4 separate regions of the Zea mays genome follow, and regions 1, 2 and 4 are each linked to region 3. A link is a contact called in public Hi-C data. All regions are on one chromosome and are shown on one strand. Each heading gives the region's core, a stretch centred on a gene start, on an enhancer-like site or on the middle of the called end of the contact. The rest is flanking DNA. Distances are from core to core; before and after follow the strand shown. Region 1 holds the start of LOC103634225. Region 2 has its middle 48 kb from the start of LOC100282473. Region 3 holds the start of LOC103632998 (plasma membrane ATPase 2). Region 4 holds the start of LOC100282473 (MTD1).

Region 1 (3,199 bases), core at 446-2,945, 370 kb after region 3:
ACCCTTGTGGTAGCACTGTTTTCCCGGGTGGTCGCTCCATGTTCCAATTAACATAATGATCTTATCATGAATGTAAATAACATAACAAAATAATTGGAACATGGATATAATGAAATATTAATCCCAAAACCATATAGAGCAATAGCATAACTACCCAATGATTCAGGGGTAAACAAGGTAAAAGGATAAACAAACTAGGGTGACCTGTTGGGTCCCATCAAAATTAAACCTATGCATTGTTAAGTGATAATAAAGAACATTATTGGGTAAATGAAAGTGATCAAGGGCACAACTTGCCTGGCACTTGAGATTCCAGTTACCAGGGTGATTCTTCAGATCATCGAGACCTCACGCTAGTCGTAGCAATACAAACAAACATGGTATAGATAAAATTAACATCACACCAAACATAAGTACAAACTAAATAATAATGATCTACGCGAAGCTACGAGATCGCGGGATCGAGAACTACTCAGATCGAAGTTACGATTAAGGAGTTATGATTTTATAGAAGATCTATGGTATTAAAATATTAAAGTATATTATAAATTGGTTAGTATAAATCTTATGAGAGGTTATTCTACTTATCTCACTTCATTCTAAGTAATTATTTGATTAAAGATTATTTAGTAAGATTATAACCATAAGATCAGAGTTTAATCCAATAGATTAACCCAAATTCATAGGGTAAATAAATATCTAATTATAAAAGTATGAGACATGGTATAATCAATGTTGTTATTGCATAGTAAATATTTATACGAGACTAACGCAACTTGAATGAATCAAATCCGAGTTAAAACGGAGAAATTATGAATTTCCTAAAGTTTTATGTGTTTTGTACAAGATCATATAGGATATAAATTTTAATGTGACTTTCATGTCAAAACAGAGATACTAGATGATAAACAACATTATTACAAAATTATAGAGACTGAAATGGGTCGATTTGGACTAAGTATGCATTTTCTATACATTAAACAAGTTCTGGCATTTATTTTTACACTAAAAATCGATTTCTAAATGATTTTATAGGTTTTTTCTTCCCTGCCTGGCTGCGTGCACTATTTACAGAGAACCCAGGGGTCTCGGGGAAAGATTCCCAAGACACAGAGAATCCTTGACTGGACCGCGGGTTAGTATCCTAAATCCAGAGGGCTCTTTAGCAAAAATGCCAAGGCGAAGGGGTATCAGACGATGTGAGCCGTAGGATCGGAGTTCTGTGGTTGATATTAGATCTGGCGCTTAATGAACTGGTATGCGATTACGGCCGTCGGATCAGAATCGAACAGCGCTGGCAATCCCCACCGAACCGATACGCTAGATCTGATCTACGCCGACCAAACCACATCCAACGGCTGGGTGCAGGCTCTACTCATCCGCGTACAAACGCGGCGGCGCCGCTCGGGTTCGCGGCGGACCATCGCCGGAATCACGAGTTCCCGATCCCCAGCGCACGATTGCCCCCAAGACACGGTGCAAAACAATCCTACGGATCCAGTGAACACGGAAAGAGGCTAATTACCGCGAGTCAGGGGAGGAAACGCCTCCGGCCACACGAGCGGTGAAGTCGCGACGACGGTCCCTCGGCGATGAAGACTCCCCGCGCACCAAGCCGCCAGTCCAGCACGGAGAGGTTGCTACCGAGTACTTGAAAGCAGGCTGAGCTCCCCAACTGACCACAAGATCGTGGTAATGGCGAACCCCACGCTGAGGTTGCTGGGATTCAGGTGCGGCGCGGAGGTTCGCGGCCACGGTGGTGAGCAGTAGCGGTGCGTCGGCGAAGGATTCCAGCCGCAATTACCCGAGATCCGGCACCATCTCCGCAGGCAGCGCACACCAGCGAAGCTTCTAGCGTCAGCAGAGACTCCGCTGCCACGAATTCCCCCAATCCGTCGAACCCCTCTCCCTCGTGGTTCTCTCTTTCCCGGTGACGAGGGTCCCCTGGTGGCGGTCGGCTTATATGCGCGCGGGGCGAGCATCCGATGAAAGGGGGATCTGGCGAACGAACTCCAAGAATCGCGGAAGCTACAGGCGGAGTCGTTGCCGCACACGCGCTTTCTTCGGAGAAGAAGACTCTGGCATGATGGCCCCACCCGCCATAGGCTGACCAGCAGCGGCACACGCACAGAATCAGGATTGAGGGGGGGGGCGACATGTGGGTCCCGCGCACCAGTGAGGATAGCTGAGTGCGGAGTGGGCTGGCGGCCAGGATTAATAGGAGATGGGCCGATTTTGGGGTTGGTGGCCCAGTTAGTGTGTTCCCCTTTCTCTTTTGTTTTTTTATATTTTCTTTTCCATTTCTATTTCTCTTTTTTTTGTTCTTCCCAACTTTAGGTTTAAATTCAAATTTATATTCAAGTTTGGTTTTGAATTTCAAACTCTAATTTAGATGTAACAAACAAAATAGTCCCCGCATGATAAGCGTTTTATTTTATTTATTTCAAAGAAGTCATTAATTTGAATGTATAATTAGTTTAAGTGTTTATTCAACGTTTAAAGGTTTAATACTTATTTAGTTTTAGAGGAAGATGTTAGATAATATTTTATCAAGAGTTCTTTAGTCAAACATCTTTAAGTATTAATTATTTAGTTCATGAGAGGAACACTTCCCCATTATCATCATTTTATTGTTTATTTGTTTCTAGGTTTCTAGTTCAAAAAGGTTTTAGATTCGATGCTTGACATTTTAGCATGGCCAACTATTTATCTTAGGTTATAATAACTTTTAAAAGCTTGGGATCCGATGTTAAGAAACATTTTTTTTAACTCTTGACCTTTTGAAGAATCATTTATAAATCCCCACATTGGATTTTTTTTTGGGTGTTACAATTTAAATCGGACAACTGCGACCTTGAAAATCACCTATACTCTTCAATATGCGTAGTACACATGAATTTTATATAGAACAAGTTGTATGGCTAATCATGTCTTGTTTGTCGCCAAATGCCAAGGTACAGATCAGCAGCATGTAGCACCGTGTGATTTTTTTTAAAAAAAAATCTGAACTCATATTTATGCCGTCGTCCCAGAGAGGAGCAGCAGTTAAGGTTGGAGAAAGTATAGGAAAAAAATATAGTACTTTCGCTTTCATATTTTCCACTCGGAAACGATCGGTATCTGGTATTTTTGAAAACGATAAACCGTATCGGTATTCTGATAACATGAAACCAAAATAATATTTCCTTATCTTTAAAGC
Region 2 (3,279 bases), core at 304-2,803, 310 kb after region 3:
GGGCTCGGACTCGGGCTAAGACCCGGAAGACGGCGAACTCCGCTCCGCCCGACCCCAGGGCTCGGACTCGGGCTAAGACCCGGAAGATGGCGAACTCCGCTCCGCCCGACCCCAGGGCTCGGACTCGGGCTAAGACCCGGAAGACGGCGAACTCCACTCCGCCCTGGCCTCGGCCGAACGAACTCCGCCTCGCCCGACCCCAGGGCTCGGACTCCGCCCTGGCCTCGGCCGAACGACTTCCGCCTCGCCCGACCCCAGGGCTCGGACTCCGCCCTGGCCTCGGCCGAACGACTTCCGCCTCGCCCGACCCCATGGCTCGGGCTCGGCCTCGGCAACAGAAGACAGACTCAACCTCGGCTTCGGAGGAGCCCCCACGTCACCCTGCCTAGGGCACAGACCCGCCACGTCAACAGGGGGCGCCATCATCATCCTACCCCGAATCGACTCGGGTCACGGAGAACAAGACCGGCATCCCATCCGGCCAGCTCCGCCGGATGGGCAATGATGGCGCTCCACCAGCTCTGTGACGACGGCGGCCCCCAGCTCTCTTACGGAAGCAGGACGACGTCAGCAGGGACTTGACCGCTCCAACAGCTATCCCTCCGCCAGGCTCCGTCGCACCTCCGACAGCCACGACATCACGCCAGCAAGGTGCCAAGATCTCTCCGGCTGCCACATTGGCATGTACCTAGGGCACTAGCTCTCTCTCCGCTAGACACGTAGCACTCTGCTACACCCCCCATTGTACACCTGGATCCTCTCCTTACGACTATAAAAGGGAGGACCAGGGCCTTCTTAGAGAAGGTTGGTCGCGCGGGACCGAGGACGGGACAGACGCTCTCTTGGGGCCGCTCGCTTCCCTCACCCGCGTGGACGCTTGTAACCCCCCTACTGCAAGCGCACCTGACCTGGGCGCGGGACGAACACGAAGGCCGCGGGACTTCCACCTCTCTCACGCTCGACTCCGGCCACCTCGCCTCTCCCCCCTTCGCGCTCGCCCACGCGCTCGACCCATCTGGGCTGGGGCACGCAGCACACTCACTCGTCGGCTTAGGGACCCCCTGTCTCGAAACGCCGACAGATATGATATGCATTCCTTGAGTAGTGTAGGACTCTAGGTGGTTGCACTTCACTTGGTAGTGAGACATATCCTACATACTCTCTCCGTCCCTAAAAATTCTGTTTCACCTTTTTATTGGATTAATACAATAATTAATGTATTTGTTTTATATATGTTTTTTCTAAATTTATTATAATTTATTTGAATATAGATATAAAAATCAGTGCTTCCGTATCGCTGATCACTTCACTTAAATGGATCTTTCAGCTAGGACTAGCATAGCTGTACAGGACAACTGGACAAGGAAGCACACGCACGCACTTGTGCCATTGACCATCGTCCGTTCCGCCCGCTCGTCCAGGGCTCATCTTTTCTTCCCGTCATCATAAATGCTCACAAATGTGAAGTTGTGAACTCAGATTCCATCCAAAACTCATCAAAAAGGTTTCGTGCTGCCCTGCCATGTCCTCTCCTTCGTTGAAGGAGCGAGCGAGCCCTGCAGACTTGACGTGATGCTGATGACTCCAACTCGTCGGGTCAACCGGTCAGGATGTTCCCACCGGGTCCGTTCGCTTCTTTCGCTCCGTTGAAACTATTCACCAAGGACTATTTTGTAAACCTCATTTTTTTTAAAAAAAAGAGATTTTCATTTTTCTAAAAAAATTAGTTTATTTTCTCTTAGTTCTTCTTTGGCAGCCCAGGATCCCAGGGGATCCCGGCCCAATCCCTTGCAACATGAACCACGGGCTGAATCGCCCCCGTGATTTGTTTTCACTATTTGGTGACCACGCTCTCGCGACCCGATCCGCGAGGGAACACAATGTTTCTATCTCCGGCTCTCAAGGTGGGGAGGGTTCTCCCCGTCGAAGCCGTCGTCTGCTCTCTCTCAAACCCGCCGCCATCTTCTCTCCCTCACGAACCCACTGTCGTCCATCGCCTCCTTCTCTCCCTCGCACTCGCGCACCCACCGTGGCTCGCCCCTTCCCCTTCCTCGCATAGAGTGTGCCGCTACGGCAGGCACAACTCCACACAGGCGGACCACAGGTGTCAGTCATAGCTCCACGCTAGCCAAGGGAAGATTCCACATCACCTCCATGTACGCTCGTCGACCGCTCAATCTGCTCACCATGTTACTGCTTGTGCAGTAATCTTGATTAGGAGGCATGCTGACCCTGCTCACCCTGCTGCTGCTTGTGCAGTAATCTTGATTAGGAGCGCAGGTAGCCAAACCAGCGGGCTTGCCACATATCTGAGGATGCACAATGGGAACATCGGCTTGCCATAGATTTAGCCGTTGCTAGACAACGCACAAGTGGTGTGTTCAATGGGGTAGTGTCACACCTGATTTAAGGGATAAAGTCGGGTGCTTCTCACATGTGCGCCAAAGAAGAAGAACACATATAATGACCAAGTGTATAGAGATAAATGCCACAATCATTATTACATAGCGGAAGAGTCTTACAAAATAAATGATAACAAATAAGCGAACTAATAATTATTCCTTGGCGCCATCAAGCTGACTGAGAGACGCCACCTAGACTTCCTCGTACTCCTCGTAGTAGTCCTCCTCCTGGGCTACCTGTTCTTCTCCTCTGGAGGGGGGTTATATATCGCAAGGATGAGCTTACAAAAGATCATAGCTCAACAAGTTATGGGAAATAATGTGGATGAACTCACCAAAGGTGGGAGCTCATGTGAAGTGTAAATCTGATCAACAAATAATGGTTAAAGCTGAGCATTCCTTTTAATAAGTTGGTCAAATTTTATTAGCAATTACTAAGTATAAATAAATACCAACCCGGATAATGAGAGATCAGAATTAATAAATTAACCATAATGCGATGCAAATGACCAATTAAATTTAAATTTCATAAGTTACTCATGTGAGGGTCCAAGCCGCTCATGACTGTGAGCACATCTGATATACCAGTTTTACACTCTGTAGAGGTTGAGCATCTTTACCCACAAGTCATGTTATCCATCTGCCACGGGGTTGTATGGGCCCCATACACCTCTACCAAGGAAGCGAGGCAGGCTAACACTACAAGACCTTTACAAAGTTCCACTAGCTTCAGAAAACCCACTACAGTTATTAGGAGCACAATATAGGAATCCCCCGTCTCAAAAGTCATCGCAGCAAAATCAACCCGAGAACCTCCCTATACCAACAACTCCCCTACTGCCCTTGCCCATTTCGTGAAAGGTAGTCCTCCACTAGC
Region 3 (3,245 bases), core at 742-3,241:
ATTTGACATATCTGTCCAGAATTTCTGTTGACCACTCCAATTCGTATCCTAATACCATGTTCGACAAGTTGAAATGATTTTTCCAGCAGATACAATGGCCCTCGCAATATCCTTCAAAAATGTCGGGCATAATATATACACACAACCTTGATTGTTCACTTTCAAGCAAGCTCCTGCAGTTGTAGGTTCCAGGTTGCTTGTTTCCTTTTTCTTGTAGATTTGCTCTCAGTTAAAGTTGTTGAACTATCAACTCTTGAACCTCTTACTCTGACCATATAGCTTATTTCCCAGAATGTTGGCTGATCTAGTGTAACCGCGTTATTTGCATAAAAGAATATCTAGAGAAGAGAAAATGTCTGAATAAAAAATATTGAATCTTTGAAATTCAAGTTATAGATAAAAAAAATCAAGATTAAATATAGCGATTGGTCAACAAACAGAGAACTAAACACAAGCATGCCATTATGCTTTTACTCGTTATTAAAAAGATAAATGTTCTCCATCCAGTATTGCTTAGCTCTTGCTAGAAAACAATGGGATAAGCTTTGGAGTTCATCACCTAAATTAAACATTGCACATGGAAAATAAAAGAAAGCCATGATCCCTCCCCTGCAACTGCAAGCAGTGACACGAAGACTACCAGAAAGAATACATGATCACATTGTCAGCCCATAAATTATGTTGTTAACAAACAAAGCAAACATGTAAAAAAATATAAGTTGCCAAAGTGATGTTAAGCACTCCATACTTGACCGGCTTTTGGAAGTTTCCTCCTAAACCTTGTCAATCACCTAAAGAAGGAAATGAACCATTCAAATAAGACAACATACTGGATGACAGAATAATGATAAGTTAAATTAGTGTACAGAAAGAATACACAAAGATTTAATCAACATATGCTTACAGAAAAAGCACCAAGCAAATAGGAGTTTCTTTGAAAATCACTAAAAGATACAACTTACAAGGAAAATCAAGGTATTTATCATAAAACATAGTAAAATAAAGGGATGTTGTAAATTAGCTTTTATGTCAGCTTTTTATTATATTCCTATTATTTTACAATATAGAGCGTAGAAAAATAATTAGTGCAGTATTTTTTTCTTATATTCATATTCAGTACAAGTATAATTTACTAGTATAATTTACTACATCATAGCAAAATTCAGCTACTCAAAAGAGTAAACATTTACCTTGTTTGTTATTCAGAGCTCATACCCCATCATCACTGGAGGGCACAGTGGGGATTCGGGAATGAATAGCAAAAGAAAATGATGGCACACAATAAGACCTCATACCTGTAAAGACTGAAGGTCGTTTCCCGGGAGAAGCCAAGGAAGGAGTGGGTGACGGGGGGAGGTGCAACCCGTGCTTTAGGGAGAGGCGAGATCTAGATCGAGAAGCGACAAAGGGGGAGGGGCCCTTGATGACATTGTCACCTACCTGCAGGTCTCAGGGAGGCAGGGATTGCGCTCATCGAGCGCGGACATCTGGATCTGGAGCCCCTTCTCGTAGCAGGCGATGGACTCGTCCATATGGCCAAGCATGGCGTGCGTGTCGTCGAGCTCGGCAGCTTGCCGCTGCTGGTCGTCGACCTCGGTAGCAGGGGGCAGGCACCTTTGGCGGTGTGACGACGGCGACAACGCGCTAGAGGACGGGGATGGCGTCGGCGTGGCGGCTGAGGTCGCGGTGGATGGGGGGAGCGGGTGGGCGCGATGGGGGCCACTGTGGGCATCTTGTGCGGCCAGTCGGGTAAGCGGGCGTGGGGAGGCGGCTGTCACGGCGGGTGCGGGGGGAGGAAGGTGACGGGCTGCGGCCCTGGGCCGGCATGGCGAGATATCTGCGGCGGGTGCGAGTGTGTGTGTGTGGTGGTGGTGTGGGGGGGTGGGGGGAGGGAGGAAGGTGACGGGCCACGGTCGATGGTCTCAGGGGCACTACGGCGGGTCACGGTGAAGCACATGTGGACGCCCACAAATAGTTTCATATAGAGTAGTATGCGTATACACTAACAAACCAAAAGCACACATGAGATTGAAAGCTACAGGTTTAGCTATTACTTTGTGATAGTCAGGAAGCTGCAGAGTTACAGCATCCGCCAGCTCTAGAAGAATGAAAATGAAGAAGACCGAGTGCAAGTAGCAAAGGGATAAATCCACAGTGTTCTGACGAAATAAATGAGAGGATTCCATGCACTGGGATTCTGGAAAAATAAAAACTGTTTGTCATCCTAAGGCCAAACGAATCACAAACCTTTCTTGCTGAATATGGATCTAGCGGGCCACCACGACGGAACACTGACGTCCATCGGTCCCCTGGCTTCTTCTTTGGAGCTGATGGCTAGGCGGTCGCGGTCGGGCTCATCTTGGTGTCCCTGGCCTCTGCCTCGAGCGCGCGGATGGGGATGTCGAGCATCTAGCGCTGACCAAACATCATGCCACATCAAACATGCGCCAGGGCAGAAGAGGAAAAAAGGAGGTGTGATGCGATTCCAGCGATGGTCAAATTCGTACGCAAGCGCACTGTGCGCGGCACCCACCGGCCACCAAGGCGTCGGGGGTGGAGAGCTGATCCCCAGAGTGGGTGAAGGCCGAGGAGCACGACCCGGACGTGTCGACGACGGGCGACACTAACATAAGGCGCAGCGGCAGGAGGCCAGTGAGGGCGCGACGGTGGGGTTGTCGACGGGGCTCGCCCGGATCGGGGAGGCGACCGTGGGTGAGGCCATGTTGGTGGACGCAGGCGAGACTGAGGGCGGGCATAGTCAAGCGGGGAGGACGACCTGGACGTGTTGACGACGGGTAGCGATGACACGAGGCGCTGTGGCGGGAAGGTCAGCGAGGGCGCGATGGTGGGGATGTCGGCGGGGCTCGCCCGGATCGGGGAGGCAATCGACCATGGGTGAGGCCATGCTGGCGCAGGGCAAGACTGGAGTCAGGCACAGTCGATTGGAATCGAAGGCGACAGGGACGGAGGGACCTCGCTGGGAGGGCAGGAGGGCGTGTATGGAGTTATTTGTGATTGTAATACTCTCGTGATGCGGCTTCGCTACCTTGGTACCCCGCAGTGAGACCTCGCCCAATTATCATTCTCGTAACAATCCACTCGCCAGTTTGGTAAGGTTTTGGTTTAGGCCGTTTTTAAGTCTGTGGTATGCTTAATCTTTATGTTGTGTGACTCTTCTACTCTTCAGTCCTCTTCGTCCGTCTCAGATCCTCGCAGCACCGCCATTCGCCATTGTCGTCGCTCCC
Region 4 (3,412 bases), core at 61-2,560, 260 kb after region 3:
TTGAACACAACAAATTTGGATCTTATACACCGGAACCATATAGCAAGTGGCTACTACATCTCTACTTACTGGCCAGGAGAGGCCAGAGCTGCAAGCAAATCTGTGGCCGCTAATCACTACCATCAGCACTGCTATTACGGAGATCAGACAGCGAGAAGGACCTAGGAGATCTGAAGCTCCCAAGGCCGTTCCTCCTCTGCATGCTGCCAACACCGCCGAGTCTAGGGAGCGGCAGTGGCGATGTCGGCGCGTCCCTGACGTTCTTGCCGTGGTGCGGCACCTGGCTGTACTCCACGTCGTCGTCGGAGTCGTCCTCCTCGCCCTCGTCCCCTTCGGCCACGGCGTGGTCGGGGCCCAAGAGCTGAGGCAGGTAGGTGGCCGTGGCCAGCGAGCTGCAGGAGGCTCTCCTGGACCAGTTGGCCAGGATGCGGCGGCGCTTGTTGAAGGGCTTCTCCGGCTTGGCCAGCACCTCCTTGACCGCCGCCGCCGCCGCTGTGGCCTCGGCGAGGCTGGTGAACGACTTAGACTTGCCGGAGTAGAAGCTCGAGAGGCCCTTCCTGATCAACCAAATTATAAGTCTGAGTTAATACCATGCGCAATTTGAGCCGATTTTGGGGAAAGCTACTGTCTTTTTTCTCTCTCTTCGCTCGCTGTTATAAATGAAGAGGCGGAAATCCATGGAGTGCTTTAGCAATGTTGGTACGTCCCAAAAAATTATCTCCTTTTCAATTAAAAAGATCCCACTTCGCAGAATCAAGCGAAATAGCATGCGCGATCTAAGGCGCAGAAAAAACCAAAAGCTTTATGAACTCACTTGATCGGCAAGGAGTCCTCGAGCGCGTCCAAGCAGCCGAGCACATCACCCTCCTTGAGCTTGCTCTCGACCTCCTCCTCCCCGTCGTCCCCGCCGGCCTCCGACGACGAGTTCTCACCGATCGACGATCCCGAGGGAGACGGCGCCCCGATCGACGAGTTGTCAGTCAGCACGTCTTCTTCAACCTCCTCCTCCTCTATGAAGAAGCCGTCGCTCCTCCTCTTCCCGGCCGCGGCCAAGTGCGCCTCCTTCCCATACCCGCCGCCGCTCCCCTTCCCGGATCCGGGGAACCCGTAGGGCGGCCGCACCTCTGCCACCGCCGTCGACATGTCGCCGGAGTCGCGAGATTCGACGGTCCGGTCGTTGCGAGTGTGTGTCTCGTCTGGGATAAATTGAGTAAATCTTTGGTGGGCTGGATACGTGTGTCCCTCCAACAACAGACTTGTATGAGAAGAATGAGAGAGCGGGGAAGAGAGAAGCGAAGAAAAGCAGGATAGGATAAGAGCAAGGACCAGGACGCAGCCTGGGTGCGCGGGGTCTTTGTAGGCTGAAGCAGGGCGCAAAGCCCCAGGATCCTCTGCGGCCAAAGCACAAAATACGTGCGGTGTGCTGTTCTGCAATTGATTGTATGTCAATGCACGCCAACAGGGTTAGTGATCTGGCACCGTATACACCTCTTACGGGGGGAAATACTGTAGAACGAACCATTTACGGTAAAGTTTGAAATGAGAGACGGAGCAGCTGGAGATAGCTAAAGCGCTAAGCGTATGATCCCAGACATCCGGAGCGCTGTTTTGGGCGACGCAGAGGATCCGAGTCCCGGATGAGCCTCCCTCGCGTGCGTGGCTAGTGGACCGCGTCCACCCGCGGTTTTCCGCCCCCGTGTTCCTGTGGGCTCGGGAAGGCCAGCAGACGGACCGACGAAGGATTAGGAAGCAGCAGGGGCCATCCCTATCCGTTACTGTTGGAGCCGGCCGGGCGGTTCTGGCCGACTGACCTCCGGGCCCCGCCCCGGGGTCTGGATTTGGATAGACGAGGCAGGCGAGCTGACGTGTTTTGACACGTTCCTCCCCCCTGCGCGCGCCGCGCGTTGGGGTGCGGTGGTGGACCTGTCAGATCACCATCACCTGTGGAGGCAGGCGGGCAGAGGCCAGCTGCCGGTGTCGGGAGAGCGACGTGGACGAGGTTGCCGGGACCCGGGTCCGGAGCAGCGAGCGACCCAGAGGCCGGAGCAGAGCGTGACGCCGGAAGCCTTGGGCTCGGTCTCGGTGGTGTCCGTCCGGAGAGCAAACCGGGCGGCTGCTGGCTGCCAGCGACGTGGACTAGCAGTAGATTAGCAGAAGCTTTCGCGCGAATATGCGGCCTCGGACGGGGGGATTGATATGGACAAGACATTTGGCTGCTTCGCTGCCGAGAGCGAGACACGGATCATGTGGCCGTTGCGTTCCTGCAATCTTCTCCTGGCTAGCTGCTGCTACGATGCCTTTTTTCCTGACTAGCCGCTCAAGGGCGTGTTGTCTGTCGACCAGTCCATCCATGAGCGATTGATTAATCCGCAGCCGATCAACCAGCAGTGCAGGCAGGCGAGTGGAGATAATCCTTGGATTTTTGTTTGAGCGATAAGGTTAGGGATAATCCTTGTACTCGCCGATACGACTTATGAGTCATGACTGTCGGTAGGTTCCCACTAATAAAATAGGAACGGTCCTGTCCCGGCTCCGAAGCATATCCCTGGTGATGATGTATGTATAACAAAAACGGAACCGGCTAGCTCCGGCTGTGTCGGATCCGGCCGTAAATGCCTATTTTCCACGTCCCTATTTAATTATTCACTAGGTATGTGTCCGTGCCTTGCAACGGCACAACAAAATATTCAACAAAACGTTAGTGCACAGCGATTACATAGAAACGAACAACAATTATATTATCACCGACTTTAATATCTCAAAATTGTTGGCTAACAAATACAGTGTTACCCTTATATGATTAGTGGCAGCGGCAAGAACACATCTGAGAGTAGTCATAAAGTGAAACTATTTTGGTACTTCTCTCACAAAAACAGAAATATCTGAAGTTACATAATCTGACATGACAGGTAACATGACTCATGAAAAGATGAACAAAAATATGCCCTCCCAAGCCAAGCACGCTCTGTCTCTCCTTACGAGCAGAGTCCATCTCATCCAGATCGAGTCGAGCCTGATGAAATCTTCCAACTCCATCGGCGTTGTGGTGTTGTCTTGCGCAGTGGGCATGAACACTAAGAAGAGCGAGGTCAACCTAGATGCCTCTTGTGATACACAGAACTAAGCGTGTGAAAGAAAGAATAAGATGAAACCAAAAACAGGGTAAATGCATGTAGTTCTTTTTTTTAACCAGCTTTATTCCATGGCTCACACTTTCTAGAATAGAAAGCAATGAGAAGTAAACTAACAATCTTCAAGTTAGCAACAAATATTTGAATTGTCAAGCATCAATATATCCTCTCATAACAGCAACTGATAGCATAACGAAGCTCCTAGGAACGTTAGAGGCAGAACACAAAAAGGATATATTTCCTTATATATACATCAACACATGCAAACAACACGAAGCTCC

Evidence for each region. Hi-C and Micro-C count contacts between places; a contact is called where the count stands out from the background.
Region 1: a contact with region 3 is called in a Hi-C map of leaf, with 2.5 times the contacts expected there. The contact joins the promoter of LOC103634225 here to the promoter of LOC103632998 in region 3. A contact is called at or near these places in 6 of 25 Hi-C or Micro-C datasets (ear, leaf and tassel).
Region 2: a contact with region 3 is called in a Hi-C map of leaf, with 6 times the contacts expected there. The contact joins the enhancer-like site here to the promoter of LOC103632998 in region 3. A contact is called at or near these places in 2 of 25 Hi-C or Micro-C datasets (ear and leaf).
Region 4: a contact with region 3 is called in a Hi-C map of leaf, with 6 times the contacts expected there. The contact joins the promoter of LOC100282473 here to the promoter of LOC103632998 in region 3. A contact is called at or near these places in 4 of 25 Hi-C or Micro-C datasets (ear, leaf and tassel) and 1 of 3 datasets of contacts at active chromatin or transcription factors (leaf).

Annotation. Positions count from the first base shown.
Region 1 is chr7:141,556,732-141,559,930 of Zm-B73-REFERENCE-NAM-5.0, forward strand. It overlaps LOC103634225, which reads left to right and starts at 1,696. Exons shown (of 6, transcript XM_035961245.1): 1 at 1,696-1,759. The coding sequence starts at 1,696.
Region 2 is chr7:141,496,163-141,499,441 of Zm-B73-REFERENCE-NAM-5.0, forward strand. No RefSeq gene overlaps it. Among protein-coding and RNA genes, the nearest start is that of LOC100282473, 48 kb to the left of the region's middle. Within about 2 kb of position 1,554, at least 18 of the 20 cell types and tissues checked have an H3K27ac peak or open chromatin away from gene starts, as enhancers often do. A contact at or near this core is called in ear and leaf, where this site is marked.
Region 3 is chr7:141,185,432-141,188,676 of Zm-B73-REFERENCE-NAM-5.0, forward strand. LOC103632998 (plasma membrane ATPase 2) reads right to left here and starts at 1,992. Exons shown (of 24, transcript XR_004851531.1): 1 at 1-1,992.
Region 4 is chr7:141,448,468-141,451,879 of Zm-B73-REFERENCE-NAM-5.0, forward strand. LOC100282473 (MTD1) reads right to left here and starts at 1,311. Exons shown (of 2, transcript NM_001155382.2): 1 at 815-1,311; 2 at 1-557. The coding sequence starts at 1,143. The coding sequence ends at 110.